Regions from separate parts of the Mus musculus genome. Here regions 2 and 3 are each linked to region 1. Evidence: chromatin contacts called from public promoter capture Hi-C data. All regions are on one chromosome and are shown on one strand. Each heading gives the region's core, a stretch centred on a gene start, on an enhancer-like site or on the middle of the called end of the contact. The rest is flanking DNA. Distances are from core to core; before and after follow the strand shown. Region 1 holds the start of Atp5o (ATP synthase, H+ transporting, mitochondrial F1 complex, O subunit). Region 2 holds the start of Hlcs (holocarboxylase synthetase (biotin- [propriony-Coenzyme A-carboxylase (ATP-hydrolysing)] ligase)). Region 3 holds the start of 2410003I16Rik (a long non-coding RNA gene).

What was found. Promoter capture Hi-C pulls out the DNA fragments that hold promoters and counts their contacts.
Region 2: a contact with region 1 is called in a promoter capture Hi-C map of pre-B cells, with 3 times the contacts expected there. The contact joins the promoter of Hlcs here to the promoter of Atp5o in region 1. A contact is called at or near these places in 1 of 39 promoter capture datasets (pre-B cells) and 1 of 115 datasets of contacts at active chromatin or transcription factors (large pre-B cells).
Region 3: a contact with region 1 is called in a promoter capture Hi-C map of pre-B cells, with 3 times the contacts expected there. The contact joins the promoter of 2410003I16Rik here to the promoter of Atp5o in region 1. A contact is called at or near these places in 2 of 39 promoter capture datasets (the C10 cell line and pre-B cells).

The regions. Positions count from the first base shown.
Region 1 is chr16:91,930,149-91,933,103 of GRCm38.p6, reverse strand. Atp5o (ATP synthase, H+ transporting, mitochondrial F1 complex, O subunit) reads left to right here and starts at 1,474. Exons shown (of 7, transcript NM_138597.2): 1 at 1,474-1,584; 2 at 2,700-2,750. The coding sequence starts at 1,549.
Region 2 is chr16:94,288,834-94,291,788 of GRCm38.p6, reverse strand. Hlcs (holocarboxylase synthetase (biotin- [propriony-Coenzyme A-carboxylase (ATP-hydrolysing)] ligase)) reads left to right here and starts at 1,498. Exons shown (of 11, transcript NM_001360045.1): 1 at 1,498-1,726. The coding sequence starts at 1,532.
Region 3 is chr16:94,009,239-94,012,193 of GRCm38.p6, reverse strand. 2410003I16Rik (a long non-coding RNA gene) reads right to left here and starts at 1,539. Exons shown (of 4, transcript XR_003951876.1): 1 at 1,083-1,539; 2 at 684-761; 3 at 1-339.

The sequences.
Region 1 (2,955 bases), core at 225-2,724:
TGAAAAACTAACCAGTACAGCCTGTGAAGGCAAACAGGTTGATTTTTTTTTTGATACCTTGTTGAGACTTGGGATATAAAACAGCTGTCTACACATGAGCAGTTCCATAAGATGTGATCAGTGCTGAATACGCTTTTCATTAGGCTTACGTAAAAGCATTTTGCAGCAGTGGAGTGAAGTATCCACACACAGCTAGTGAGAGTGTAAGCCGAAGAGAAGCAGCTCTGCCTCATGTGCCCATGTGCTCATGCTCACTTGTCAAGCTGCTCGATCAACTTTTAAATTCTACTTTTGAAATTATGAAAAAGTATATCTAAAGATACTCAGATGTGTATTAAAGTAATATATTAAAGTAATATAAACCACGTGAGTTATGTTGAAAAGTCATAGAATGGTTAAGTTATAGAATCAAAGTAGGTTATTCTGCAGCTATGGACATGTTTATTAAAGTGCCATAATTTAGAAATTTGCTTATACAAAATGTATTTCTGAGGTTGGAGAGACAGCTCAGCGGTTGGGCACTGGCTGCTCCTGCAGAGGACCTGTGCTCAGTTTCAGTACCCCCTGGCACCTCACAACTGCCTCTAACTCCAGCTCCAAGAGACTAGATGTCCTTTTCTGGACTCTAAGGCAACAGGCACACATGGTACACGTGAATATATGCAGGAAAACACTCAAACACATAAAACAATTTCTAAAAGAATGTATTTGCAACCCATATAATTCTGTATCCATCTTCCCTCATATTAAAAAGTAAATTATATATAGATAAATTATATATAGATTTTGAGTCTGTGGGTATAAAAAGCACAAACACGGGCTGGCAAGATGACTCAGCAGTTAAGAGCACTAACTGCTCTTCCGAAGGTCCTGAGTTCAAATCCCAGCAACCACATGGTGGCTCACAACCACCGATAATGAGATCTGACGCCCTCTTCTGGTGTATCTGAAGACAGCTACGGTGTACTTATGTATAATATAATAATAAATCTTTGGGCTGGAGCGAGCAGAGATCCAAAAACAAAAATTAAATCCCCAACAACCACATGAAGGCTCACAACCATCTGTACAGCTACAGTATACTCATATACATGAAGTAAATAAAGAAATCTAAAAAAAGAAAAAAAGAAAAAGCACAAACACACCTGTCAACTGTCCTATGTAATCAAAATATGGCCAGAAGAGCCAAGAAGTGCGCCCGGGTAGGTTCACTTTTGGTTTTTGTTTTAAGTAAAGCCTGAAGCATTGCCACAGAAGCACACTTGGCAGGTTCAAGACGAGTCAACGATGTTGACGATGCATGTGCAAAGAGTTTAAATCTAAACCTAATTTCAGACTTAATTTTCTGGTTCCGGTTCACGAGTCCAGCCGGACCGCGGCAGGTACGGACTACAACTCCCAGCATGCAAGAGGTTCTTACCCACACTCCCGGGCTCCTGACGCGTACATTTCCCAGAAAGCCGAGCGATCACGCTGGCGCGCGCGCGTGCGCTCTGGCGCCAGTAGTCTCTTTTCATTTGGGTTTGACCTACAGCCGCCCGGGAAAAGATGGCCGCGCCTGCAGCGTCCGGACTGTCTCGACAGGTAGAAGCTGGCGGGAGGCTCCCTCCCAGGGTTGCGGGTCCCCGGCTCCCATCGCCGCGTGTGAGGCCGTGGCTGAGGGGTCAGGCAGCCCGCCCAGGGTCGTGGGGCCCGGCGACTGCAGGCAGCGTGGGGCGGATCCGCGTTTCGTCCCCGTGGGGAGTGGGCACGGATTTCTCTGTCTTGACCTTGACATCCAGGACTCACTGCATAGCGGAGCAGCTGGCAAGGGCATGGGAGAGAGCACTGGGGAGAGTACATGCCTGTCCTTGCTGGTAAACCTAAGGGCTGCCTGCTGCTTAGGATTTTGAGTGTTGGAAAAGCGCATCCCCTGTGTTTATAAAGAAGGGGGGAAGGGCTAAACGTCTCCCCTTTGGCTGGCAGCTGGTGAGTGATGGCGAGCTTGCAACAGGCCAAGTCCAGCAGAACCTGGAATTGGGTGGAAAAAAATACGTGCCTGGGTCATCTGCCATGATAATTTTGTATCGACAGCCGTCATGGTTTTCATCTGCACCATACAGAATTATTACTAAGGCGTTAGAAAGTTTTTTAACCCTCATAGCCAGTTCCAATCGAGTACATTCTAGTCTAGAGAGAGTAGTATATGACTGTGACCTGTGCCCTCGCAAAACGCTTTTTAAACTGGATTCCAGGCTGCTCCAGTGACAGACACAGTGCCTGAAGCCTGGTGCTGTATCAAGAGATCTTTGGTCTTAGATAGCATTTCAGTTCCTAAGCAAGTAGGTTTCCTTGAATTAAGACTGGACTCATTTCATGTTCATTAAAGTTTTTCTCAAAGGTGATGTAATATAAATCCTCCGCTTTCATAAAGCATTCTTCCCAAATGTGATAAAGCTCTTAATTATTTTGAAAAATTCCACTTTGGGAAGTTAGCAGCTTTTCTCTCTCAGCTATCCAGGGAGGAAGGTGTTGGGAAGGCAGTTTCTGGAGGGATTTGGGGTGATTCTCAATAGGGAGTGTATAACAAAGAGCAGCTCCCACTCATATAACCTGTGTGATGATAGAAAGGAATTGCGCAAGTATTTGATTAGATTATTTTAACACATTGCTAAGCTAATGCAGAAACCCTGTCTGATCTGTTTTCTTTTGTTCTAAAGGTTCGGAGCTTCAGTACATCTGTGGTCAGGCCCTTTGCCAAGCTTGTAAGGGTATGTCAGCTTACTTATTTGTGTGTGTGTGTTTGGAAAACAATGAAAGAGTGAGTTGAACAGAAATACGTTGAAGTGTGTAATTAATAACCTTGGTCTGCAAGGGTGGCAGTTCCCAGATGAGTGCCTGGGTGCAGGGGATGCTGTTGGGCGCCTGTCACACAGGGTGGGCTCAACCCTAGACTTTAATGTTCTAAAAATAACT
Region 2 (2,955 bases), core at 249-2,748, 2.4 Mb before region 1:
CGTATGAAGGCACTTTCTCAGTTGAGCTTCCCTCCTCTCCAGTGACTCCAGCTTGTGCCAAGTTGACATAACACTATCCAAACGAACACTACTTGGTAGTAATTAGTGCCTTGCAGGGAGCCACTTCCACTAGGGAAAGCTGACTGCCTTCCCCTCAATACAGCCCGCCCTCCCGTCCTCAGTGACATGTACCTTCCTCATGAGCCCAGTCATTTCTTCCTGGACCCTCCTGCTAAATCTGTTGTTGCTACACCATCTGACCACAAGGCTGAGGTTCTGTGAGTGGACTTCTTTTTTCTTTTCCAGACACAGTTTCTTTGTGTAGCCCCAGCTGTCCTGGAACTCACTCTATAGACCAGTCTGGCCTCGAACACAGAGATTAGCTTGCCTCTGCCTCCCAAGCGCTGGAACTAAAGGCATGCGCCACCACTGCAGAGTGAGTGGCCATTTGAGATGAGCAGATCCATGGCCAGTGTACCTGACTGTTGTTAACACATTATGCTGCTTGTTTGCAGTTCGGGAGCAAGGGTCAGGGCAGCAAGCAACTACAAATTGTTTGTTCAGAGTTATTGTGGATGGGAGGCTCTGGGGAAGAAAGCTGCTGTTTTTAATTGCTGGGAGAATTTTGCTTCCCCTGGGACAGGCCCTCTGGGAATCATAACTGATGTTCCCTCCTTCCACTGGGCTCAGGATGCCCACAGTTAAACCGGTAACAGACATGTAGTGGGAATACCTCGGGTTTTTTTTTTTTTTTTTTTTTTTTTTTTTTTTTTTGTGTGTGTGTGTGTTCTTCATATGAATCCATGTAATTTACCCAATAGCACTTTTTGAAGGTTTAGCATGATCTAATAAAACAGCTTCACCTGATTTACCAACTGGGTCGGGTAGAGGCCGTCAGTCTTGTCAGTTCTCTGATTTGTAATGTGTTGATAGTTCGCAAATACTGGCTGTTGATATAAACTTAGGCCCAGTGCCTCACTCATCCCCACCCTCAAGGAATGGAGGCTGAACTTTGACTTGATCAGGCTATCCACCTCCCTCACCCTCTCTGCTCCCTCCCCCCCAATACTTTCCCAGCCCCTCACTACTCTGCCCCTGTCCCTGTATGTCCCTAGCACAGCCCCTCTCACCTCCCCAGTTCACTCTAGTTCTGCAGCCCAGGTCTCTCCATCTCCAGAGCACACCTTCAATCTCCTGGCTCACCTTTCCCCCAGCCCCTCTTGGAAAAGCCAGCCTCCTGAGACCAGACAGTGACCTCTCTTCCAATGCCATCTTCAGTCCTGCCTGCCCTTTCCATTCCTGTAGCCTCTCTTTACCCGAGGCACCCTCTCCATGGTCCTGGCGCCCCCAGATGCTACCCAGCCTGCTGCATCCTTCCACCTCTAGCGCATCCCTCTCCTGCATCCTTCCTTGCCCCGCACACCCGCTCCGCCCTCAGCCCCCCTCCTGCAGCGCACGCGCACTCCACACTCCCGAAGCCTCGCTTCCGGCCGGGGCGGGGCCTGGCGCGAGCCGGGCGCGGGCGCCGGCCATGCTCATCACGCTGTGCTACCTGTACCTGTGGGCGCGCTGGGGGCGCCGGCCGGCCGCGCTGGTGCTGTCCACGGTGCGGCGGCTGCGTGCTTCGCGCTGCTCCTTCACCTTCTGCCGCGCGGCCGCGCAGCCCAGGGACGCGCGCGTGTGCCTGAGCCAGGGCGGCCGCGTCTTCTGCGTCGGCGAGAGCCAGGTGGGCGGCGGGCGGGGTCGCCGCGTGGACGGGGCTCGGCTGCAGCTCGGCTCGCACAGCCCACGCGTGCACGGGAGCCCGGGAAGCCCTGCTGTGACCTGTGGGCCGCGGGCCAGCTGCCCCTCCCTGGTGTCTCCGGTCCTGCAGCTGCAGCAGGCACATCCCGGACATCCCTCGTGGCACCTAGTGTTCCCGTGGGCTAGCTTCTGGTCCTGTCGGAGGGTGATGGCCGCTGCCCCTCACTGGGAAGGGGGCACTCTGGCCGTTTGCACAGGTCGGCTGCAGGCAAGGGACCTGACTTCACAGTGCACTTCCTACCATACACTTCTGGACACACTTGTTTCCGTGAACACCATTCAGTGTTTTGCTTTTCAGCCGTCTCTGCCCTTTCCGCTTCCTTCTGGAAATCTGCCTCACTTTCAGCACTAAACTGAGAGTTTTTTTTCCCCCGTAGATGTCAAACCCTAACACCGATACGAGAATCATAATCTTACTTCAGGGTGAATATTTTTGTCAAGCTGCTTAGTAATGAGGATGGAATCGTGCTTCTAGGGAACTAACAAAGAAAGCACTCTAAGAAACACCGTGTGGGGATTGAGGATGGTTCAGTGGTTAAGGACACTTGTTGCTCTTGCAGAGCATCCATGTCTAGTTAGTTCCAAGTCCCCACATGGTGGCTCCTAACCATCTGTGACTCCAGTTCCAGAGAGTCCAAGGAATGCAGATGGCGCACGTACACACGTGGGGGCGGGACAGCTGTACACATAAAATTAAATGAATCTAAAGAAGAATACAGTGTGAATTACACACCGAGATCTCTCAGGCTTCCCAAGCTTACAGCTGTAGGAATAGACATGACTAGTACCACCTGGCGCAAGGAAGGTGCAGTGCACACAGATCTGCCCCTCTTAGAATATCTGGGCTCAGTTCTCTTAAACCATTTAAGAGACATCACAAAGAATAATCACCAATGGTGGACTTTTCCACTGTGGCAGTCTCTAAGCTGATTATTTAAAACAAAGCCTTTATTTAAAACAAAGTCTTTGAGGTTTATATCAGAGTAGAGAATTTGCCAAAGATAATTTCTTCGATACTTTGAACATGTTCATGACCTTGGTTTTCTAACTATGCTAACTCAGTTACTTGGCTCTTCCCTGCTTCAGAACCCCAAGTAGGGCACAGCCTTATGGGTATCTGTGCCTCATTGCACTCCTGCTTGTCCCTCAACC
Region 3 (2,955 bases), core at 290-2,789, 2.1 Mb before region 1:
AGTTAAGCACATGGGCTGAGAGTCTGTCATTTCAATCACCCACTCACTGTAAGAAAGCCAAGGTGATACGCAAGGCTTTGTGGTCCTTGGCTTGCGGTTGGAGGATGCTCCAGCATCTTTACACTGCTGCAGAGCTGACAGCTCACACGGGATTCCAGGAAGCCGTTCGGCTGTCTTTTTGAGAACTGTGGAGTCCTGAGGTTTGGAGGCTCCAAAGCAGGTCTTGTTGCTCTGGGACCAAATTTAAACTCCAACAGAATGGAATGTCCTATCTCTAGAGACTTCCTTTCTTGGAGATTTAAGGTCCCTTCCTAACAGATGGTCTGTTGAGGGCAGAACCTGGGTCAAAGACAAAGTGGTGAATGTCGGATTAGCAATAAGAAACCTCACAAAACACACTAGGATGCCTTGAAACGCATAGGTAGGGAAGGGGGAGGCGAGCAGAAACTGAGGACCACATTTGACTTTGGGTGTAATTTCTGCACCCCCCGCCCCGACATCACCCCCCCCCTCATGTCCCTCCCCCACGATCCAGCCTGGTTTTTACTTCACTCTCCTGCTGCCTCTGTGACTTCAGTGACTGCTTTCCCCATCTGTTCCTCATCCTGTCTCCTGCCCCCTCTAGCCCCCCCTTGTCCCCTACCCCCCCTACCCCCGCGCAGAAATGGAGCCTTTCTCCCAACCTGTTTCTTTCTGCTGCTGACCCATTGCCACGGCAACTCTGCAGCGCAGCAACATACTTCCTCTTCCAGTTCTTGGCACTTCAGAGTAAAAGACAAAAAAAAAAAAAAAAAAAAGTCTGCTGCAGTGGTGCAAATCTCCCCCTTCTTCAGTGTGTTCACTCAGAAAGCACAGCTCAGCCCCTGTTTCTCGCTCCTAATCTCTGCTTCTCCTTCTGAGATTTATAGCTCAGATATATGTCTGCCCCTTCTTCAAGCTAGCTACAGGCTGGTGTCTTCATCCATCACCCTGCCTGCTATCCATCTCACACCGTGGTCAGTCCTCGAGGGCCTGCTGCACCGGCTCACCCTCTTCCCGTTTGCCTGGTGCGTTCCTTTTTCCTTTCTTCTTCTCCTCCTCACCTTAGTTCTCTTCCTCCTCCTTTTTCGTCTTCTTGCTCGTTTGTTTGTTTTTGAGACGGGGTCTTACTGCGTAGTTCTAACTAGCCTGAAACTCCGAGATCTGCCGGTCTCTCCATCCTGAGTGCTGGGATTTAAGGTTTGTGCCACCAGGGCCAGCCTCCTTGCATTTTTCTAATGGAAATTTTACACCTCCCCAGAGGACAGCAGTGTCAGGCACCTGCCTGGCCACCTAACATGGGTGAGGTGGGGTGGGGAAGAGTCCTTGTCTTTTCAGCAGCATCAGGCACCTGCCTGGCCACCTAGCCTGGGCCTCCTTGTCATCTCAGCAGCATCAGGCACCTGCCTGGCCACCTAGCCTGGGCCTCCTTGTCTTCTCAGCTGTTTGCCGTTGCACATAGTTCCCAGAGGGTGTTGGGAGGAACAACAGTCCCAAAGAATGGTCTACCAAATGAAGCACCATTCAGTAAAGAAATTGTTTCCTTAAACACACGGTCCCTAAAGACAAACAAGCATAGAGCTCGTTATTGGGGTCACATGGGCAAACATGCCTTGGGGACAGTTCATTCTGTGTGTCAACTTGGTTGGGCATGATCCAGATATGAGTCCAAAAGTTATCCTGGATGTTTCTGTGAGAATGTTTGTTTCTGTCTCAGGGCAGGCAGAAACCTGGAGGCAGGGGTTAATGCAGAGGCCGTGGAAGGGTGCTGCTTACTGGCTTGCTCGCCATGGTTTGCTCAGCCTGCTTTCTTATAGAACCAGGACCATCAGCCCAGAGATGGCCCCGCCCACAATGGGCTGGGCCCTCCCCCATCAATCACTAATCAAGATATCCCCTGTAGCTGAATCTTACCGAGGCACTTTCTTAATCAAGGCTCCCTCCTTTCAGGTGACTCTAGCTTGTGTTGAGTTGACATAAAAACTAGCCAGCACAGTTAAATCGATACAGTAGACAGCAGAGGGCATTATGCCCATGATGTAGGTGGCCTCATTTCGTTAGCTGGAGACCTAAATAGACAGGAAAAAAAAAAAAAACCCACTGCCAAGGGGGTACTCTGTTTAGGGAATGGTCTTGAAGTCGAACCACACTATTGACTCTCTGAGGGACTTTAATTAGTATATGTGCATGTATGAGTTAGTCTGTGCTCCTCAGCTAGCCTGTGCACCTGTGCGCTGTCTGTGGAGATCAATATCAAGTGTCCCCCTCAGTTGCTAGCCACCTTACTTTTTGAGAGAGGGTCTCTCACTGAGCCAGCTTGGCTGCCGGTTGGTCGAGCTCCGGAATTTGTCTCCCTGCACCCACCCACCCGGGGGTGACAGGCATGCATAGCCATGCTCAGCTTTTTCTTTATGCTTGCACGACAGTTTACCCACGAAGCACTCTCCAGGTCCTTGTCTGTCAGTATTTCTAAGCTCACTTTAAAGATCAAAACAGGCACAAGACACATATGCAAGGTCATTCATAATGGGGAACAGAGCTGGGACCCAGCTGGCCCGTGTGCCTGCAGGCTGCTTAGCTTCACAATCTGCCTGCCTTTCCCTGGTGCCAGGGTGGAGTCTCTTATACCAAAGTGTCTTGTGCATGTGGTATTGATAAGCTTGGGTAGTAGGTAGACCGAGTGGCTGAAGAAACGGGAAGCAGTGTGCATGCCCAGCCTTAAGCAAGTGTGGACTAATGTGAGTCTTGTCTTCTGCTGGACAAGACCTATCTAGACCCCAGGCTTCAGTGGAGATGAACACACCATGGAGGTGACCTGGGCAGTGACCAGGTGATGGGGGACAATTCCCCTGGCAATAAAGTCATTTACAAGTTAATCTTTACTTTCAGTCTCTCTGTCTTTCCCTCTCAGCCTTGCTGTGTCTTCCCCACTCACCT